Regions from separate parts of the Macaca mulatta genome. Here region 2 is linked to region 1. Evidence: chromatin contacts called from public Hi-C data. All regions are on one chromosome and are shown on one strand. Each heading gives the region's core, a stretch centred on a gene start, on an enhancer-like site or on the middle of the called end of the contact. The rest is flanking DNA. Distances are from core to core; before and after follow the strand shown.

Region 1 (3,138 bases), core at 374-2,873:
TGTGTGCTCATGGCAGACATTACAAATCAATCAAGATGCTTTGCCTCAAACTGAACTTTCAGGAACACTCTCAGTACTATGCTTTGGGCTTTTCGGTTGACTAAGGTTGATATGGAATGTGAAACTTATTTGCTATCCCTATTCTTGACTGTTTAATCAAGATAATCAACTTGGGAAGATTTTTTTTTTTTTTTTTTTTTTTTTTTGAGACAGAGTCTCATCTCATGCTATCACCTAAGCTGGAGTACAGTGGCATGATCTCGGCTCACTGCAACCTCTGCCTCCTGGGTTCAAGTGATTCTCCTGCCTCAGCCTCCTGAGTAGCTGGGATTACAGGTGTGCGCCACCACACCCAGCTAATTTTTGTATTTCTAGTAGATACGGGGTTTCTCCATGTTGGTCAGGCTGGTCTTGAACTCCTGACCTCAGGTGATCTGCCCGCCTCCGCCTCCCAAAGTGCTGGGATTACAGGCATGAGCCGCCGCACCCAGCCACTTGGGAAGATTTTTTAAGTGACCATTTGGTCAAGCACCCAAGCTTTTAGGTAGGCAGACCTCCTAGTTATCCTAGGCAGGTGGCGGCAAATTCTTGTAAAGGTTTCCACGGCTCTCAATACCCCCATGAGACTCCAGCACCCATCCTGCCCTGGCTTATCCTGACAAAAGATTTTTTTCCCCCACATTTACCCGAACTCTGTCTTCCTTGCTTTTCGGAGAAAAGGAAGAAGGAAAGAGAAAGAACTGCAGAATTACCAGGATACAAGGAACTTGCTGTTCAGACCTTCTTAACCTTCCAGTTTGTCTGTTGCTTGCGAATCACTGCCCTAGGGTGTCTCCATACTCAACAGAAGGGTGAAGACATTTTAGCAACAGTAGCAAAGCAAATGATCTCGGACTTACAGTTTCCTGGTTTCCGATGATTAAGCTTCTGCACATATCAACCTCAAGACAGGGTCATTCTATAGCTTCTCAATGAGGTTAAGGTATTTTGACTACTTGTTCTTCACTTTCCCTCAGTAATAGTGGCACCAAGATCCTGTTGCTCCCCAGCAACCAGGCAGGAGAGATTTGAGTCAGAGGAAAGCACGAGAAAGAAGTCAAGAACAGCAATTTCTTAAGTCATAAACAGAATCAGGATTGTAAGTGTGACTTTCTGTTACCTGCCCCAGACCTCATGGAATTAAACTTTCCTGCCCTGATCCCTTGGATCCGTTTCTCCAACCCCATTCGCCTGGCCCAGCCTCCCCGAGACACAAATTCGAACGGCGTTGACCCCTGGGCACACTAGGGGGCGCCAGCAGGCTTGTTTTCCAGGATGGCCTTAAAATTCGCTCCAGCGAGGAGAGGACCACGACGGCCAGGCCACGCTTGCTCTGAAAAGCGCCGAGCGTGGAAGGGTGTCTTGGAATGGGGTCTAAAAGGGAGAACGACATCCTTATGACTTGCTTTAAGCTGCTTTCTGGTTGTATTTTCAGAGTTGGGGATGCGGAGAGGTTGCGTCAAGGTGCCGGCCTGCTCCTGGCCGGGGCTGGCAGCCTTTCGCCGCCGCGGGTGAGTCAACACCTGGGAAATGCATCCAAGGGCGGCCCTTTCAAGCTGCCTGGGACTTTCTGCCATCACACTGAGGCCACTGTTTGACCCAGTCCCGGGCCAGGGAGGCAGGAGCCGATCACGTCCCAGGGCAGTGCTTCTCCCTGGCGCTGAGTCCGTGGAAAGAGGCTGGGAAGGTTCTTTCCACACTTGAGGGCTGGCGTTGGGAAAATAGGGTAGTGCTCTCCGCCCCAGTGAACAGCAAGAGCTCACTTGCCCCAGCAGACTTCTGCTCCACTGGCCTACTTTCAGCGTGGAGTGGAAGGAAGCCAGCTCCAGCAGGGCAGAGGCTTCCTCTCCACCCCTCTCTTCCACAACCTTCAACAGGAGCCTTGTTCTCCCGGGCCAGGGAACTGCGGATGGTGACCATCGTTTCCCAGCCCAGCAAGGGGAAATGAGTGGAGGAAATCAGCACAGGGTTTTTATTGCCAAATATTTCTTTCCCTGGGAGGACAACGCATTCAAACCGCTGAGTGGAGATTGGAGTTAGTCCAGCCATAAACCATCTTAATGAACACTAATAGAGAACGGCAATTATTGTTGACTTCAAAATGCAAACAAGAACTTTAGACAGTGATCCCTATCAGCCGGTGAGTCCGGGCACAGATACCGGGCGCTGTTTTTGCCGTTGCTTAGCAATGGAAAATGAACTGTTCCTGTCTCTTATCACTGGAGGTGGAGGTAGGACAATGAGCTTTATTGGACTGAATAGGTATGAAATTAGTTTATTCTTTTTCACTTGGAGAAGGCAATTGGCAGCCAAGAGAGTCACTCGGAAACGGGGTATTTTAGAGGCTGAGGGTGACTTTCCTTTCTCGTTACTTCGGTAAATCCTAACCACCCTGTTTTCCTCTACAGATAAAGTTTGAACTTTTGCCGGAAATATCCCTCCAAAGCTATCATCAATCAGACACAATATCTGCAAATACAAACTCACAGGCCAGGGTGGGAATTAGGGTGAGGAGAATGAAGTCTTGGGTGCAAAATTTAAGGGAACGCCAAAAAGCTTAATAGCCAGGATAAATAATAGTTTAATGCAATATTTTTTAATGGTAAAAAAAAATCAGATTTTAAATAAAGAGAAGCTCAATATCACTGATTTTTATTTTTCCTTTGGCTTCAGGCTTTAATATGGCACAGTGCGTCAGTGCCACAGACTTTTTACTGCACCAAACACATTTGCAACACGGAAAGTTTTGGGAGCTGCTTTTTCCTCAGCAGTGTTGATGCTATGGAGCACAGAGCCCTGTAGCTGGGCAGAAGGGAGGGTCTCTTTCTGTAGTTCTTTAGCAGGCTTCTTCCAGGATAGTAGGGAGGCAAATGGCCTTGGGGAGGAACCTAACTATGCTTCCAGGACAGTGACACAGGAAGTACTAAGGTGCAGGAAGTACTAAAGTACAGGAAGTACTAAAAACCCAGGGCTCTACTAACACAGTCAGCTGAAATTGCCCAAAGGCATTTGGGCAATTTATTTAACTGGAATGCGCTATGTTAATATCGCTTAATTTACTTAAGCGCTTAATATCGCCTAACCTTAATACCACTTGCC
Region 2 (3,138 bases), core at 324-2,823, 580 kb after region 1:
AGGAATCATTATTCTAAGTTGAACAACTTGGCATTCTACAACTTATGAGCAGAAATCATTGAGAATGTATTGTAAAGTGCTGTATCTATACGTGTAAGCTAGTAGCTTACGTCTGCAAAGAAATTTGTCACCAAAATGGCCTACTTTATCTGGATAGAAACAAAAAAATTAAACATAAAGGTATCTCGAGCAAACTGCACCCGAATGAAAAACCGACCCTGCAGAAATCTGTGCACAAGAGGGCTACGTGAAACTACAGCACGATTTTAAAAGAAGGTTTTGGGTGACTGTTTTCCTAAGTCTCAATCTAACTGACCAATCAGTGTGAGAGTTAAAGTGGGCTCCAGTCATTCTTGCAGCCTTCAGAGCTCTGCACCCTCCGAGCTGCTCTCCTCTCCAAGGCAGAGCCGGCGATCAATGAAAAACAGGGAACAAAAGGAATATAACAGGATGTCTTCCTTAGCTAAGGAAAACGATTCCCTTTTTCCTCAATGAGCCAGTCGCACCCTGCCTACGACAGCTCCACACGGGAGCTTCCAGCAGACCAGTCCTTTCGGGTGAGGCACATTTTACATTTGCAATCATGTGTCCCAACTGCTAGCAAATGTGTCACCTTAAGCACAGCCTGTGACAGAGGGCTCCCCGAGCCCAACCAATTGAAACTAATAAATTAAATAAATTTGTAATCCCACAATTAAAAGCTCCTGAGAAAGATTGCATTTCCCTTCCCCAAATGTCATCCCGGGAGTATAAACAAAGCATGAAAAATAGTCTCTTCAGCCTTCCCAGCCGGCAATCATGGTTTTCCCCTCAAAACAATGTTTCTCCAAAAAGAGAAATCTTATTACCCTCAGTGGAAACTCATCTATAGATGTCATATCAGGATAACCCGTTACAGTATTGAAAAGAGGCTGAAACTGCCCATAGATTTGACACTGTTTATAATTGATAGCAAAACAGTTGCGACAGCAATGCTGTAAACTCTGCCCAGCCAAACAAACTCCACATTTAACACGTTCCTTCCTTGAAAATAAAAGTAACGCCCGGGGAGCCCACAGAAGTGGGCTTCCCTAAAAGTAATTAACAGAATTGCATCAATTATTTGATTATTTTTATAAATATCTATTTGTCTGCAATTTTTTTTTAATTTAAAAAGCGACTATCCACACATTCCTAAGAAACTTTTTTTTTTTTTTAATGAACTTACTTTTGAGACAAAACTAATGAAAATAAGCAACTTGCCATGGCTGGATCTTTCCCATTTGGGCTGCAAGCTATAAATCAATCTGAAACCAGGTGGAAATAGGGGGGCGGACACCTACAAAAAAAAATCAAAGGGTGCCCCAAAATGCAGCAGCCTGAACACGGAGGGCTTCTCGTGGCAATGCTAAACCCGAGCAGATTAGGAGGCAGGAAATGAGCCCCATTTTCGTTACCTTCGATCGCCTGCCCCCCCGCTGCTTCTCGCGGCCGCATTGGGGGGCTGCGGCGACGCTGGACTCGCGGGTGGCCCCGCCGCCGGGTCGCGCCGTCTCCCGGCCGAGCTGCAGCAGATCGCGGCCGGAACCCCGGCTCCTGCGCCCGGCGCCCGCCCGGGGTCGGCGGCGCGGCTCCCACCCGGGCCTGGAGCCCTGCTGGGTCCTAGTGCGCGCCGCGCGCCCGCCTCGCGGCCCGGTCTGCAGCCCGCACCGAGGGCAGGCAGCTCCCAGCGCCGCGAGTCCCCGGGCGAGGCCGCCACCCCCTCGGCCCCTTGCGAAAGCGGCCGCGGGGTGTGCGGATGAACTGGAGCTTAATTTCAAATCCTGGCACAAGATGTTCAAAAGAAAGACATTGGCTCCAACTGAACTCTTAGAAGGCAGATGCTAGGATCTGCAGCCCCAGGATAAGCGTAGGGCAGTACCTAGCAGACAGAGGTTTGCCCGGTGCACTGGTGATATTGGCGGTTCACAGACGGTGAGACGCGGTACGGGATCGATAAAGATAGATTTCAAAAATATAACGCTAAAAAGAAAAAAGGTTGAAAATGCGTGTGGTTAAAACAATGTTTTAAACTGTTTTTCCCAATATTTTCCCCCTGTTGACAGACCCTTTTGCATTTCGCTTTCTTTTACTTTATAATATGCTCTTTTAAATAACAAAGCCCCATATGGCTAAACATGTAGTCATTTGATTTTCAAAAGACCTCAAAAATTGCATCAAAATATGCACTCATGTATCTCCTAAGAAATCAACGAGAAAGAATTAATGGTGGCATATGGCGTGCCTCATAGAGAAAACTTAATTACAAATTAAAACAAATGCAAAAATTCACAAATTCAGTAAACTGAAAGTAAATTATGATCCTAGATGTATACACAAATCAGCTCGTGTACAATTAGGAAGACTGTAAATTCCAGGTTTCTCTTTCACAAAGGGGAAAGGGTGTTTGTTACATGAACTCATATCAGATTCCTCTCGTTTGCCCCTAAAAGAGCTTTCAGCAACCTCTTGGCACATTCATTTACTGCAGCCCACCTGGAAAGCAACTTTTAATCTTGCAAGTGCTCATTTAAGAGGACAATTCTATTAGCCCTTAATTCAAAATAAAAGTGCTTTAGTTTGAAAAGCCTGCTTGAAAGGCTTCAAGACTGGGAGCTTTTTTTCAGTCTTTGGTATCACCAAGTTTGAAGGTCACAATTCTGCAAAACTGCTAATAACAATGGCACTGTGGTTTACACCATAAGGAAAATCAAATATGTGCTTTCTGATTTCTATTTTTGAAGCAGAAAAAGTCCCTTTGAAAAGTACTCTTGCCCTCCCCCTTTCCAATTTTAGCTAAACAAGTGTAATGGAAGATTTTTAGTATTAATTAAACATCAAAGGCACTTTCTCTGATGCCTTGTATCCACGCAAAAAAAAACTGGTTGTCATATGTTACACTTGTCAATCTTAAATTACTTGCACATACATCTCATGAGATCTTTACCACATCTCTGTGAGAAAGCAGATACAATAATCTGCAATTTTCAAATGAGAAATTGGAGGTCCCAAAAGGTAAACTGACTTGTTCAAAAATCACATGGCTGGTGAGCAGAGCAGCTGGAATCCCATCCTGTCTCTGATTCCAACAAGCCCTGTTTTTTGAGTGCATCACCTGGC

Evidence for each region. Hi-C and Micro-C count contacts between places; a contact is called where the count stands out from the background.
Region 2: a contact with region 1 is called in a Hi-C map of liver, with 5 times the contacts expected there. The contact joins the promoter of FOXN3 here to the enhancer-like site in region 1. A contact is called at or near these places in 3 of 14 Hi-C or Micro-C datasets (fetal cortex germinal zone, fetal cortical plate and liver).

Annotation. Positions count from the first base shown.
Region 1 is chr7:162,293,873-162,297,010 of T2T-MMU8v2.0, forward strand. No RefSeq gene overlaps it. Among named protein-coding and RNA genes, the nearest start is that of TRNAA-AGC, 58 kb to the left of the region's middle. Within about 2 kb of position 1,624, at least 9 of the 40 cell types and tissues checked have an H3K27ac peak or open chromatin away from gene starts, as enhancers often do. A contact at or near this core is called in liver, where this site is marked.
Region 2 is chr7:162,870,093-162,873,230 of T2T-MMU8v2.0, forward strand. FOXN3 (forkhead box N3) reads right to left here and starts at 1,574. Exons shown (of 8, transcript XM_077941602.1): 1 at 1,437-1,574.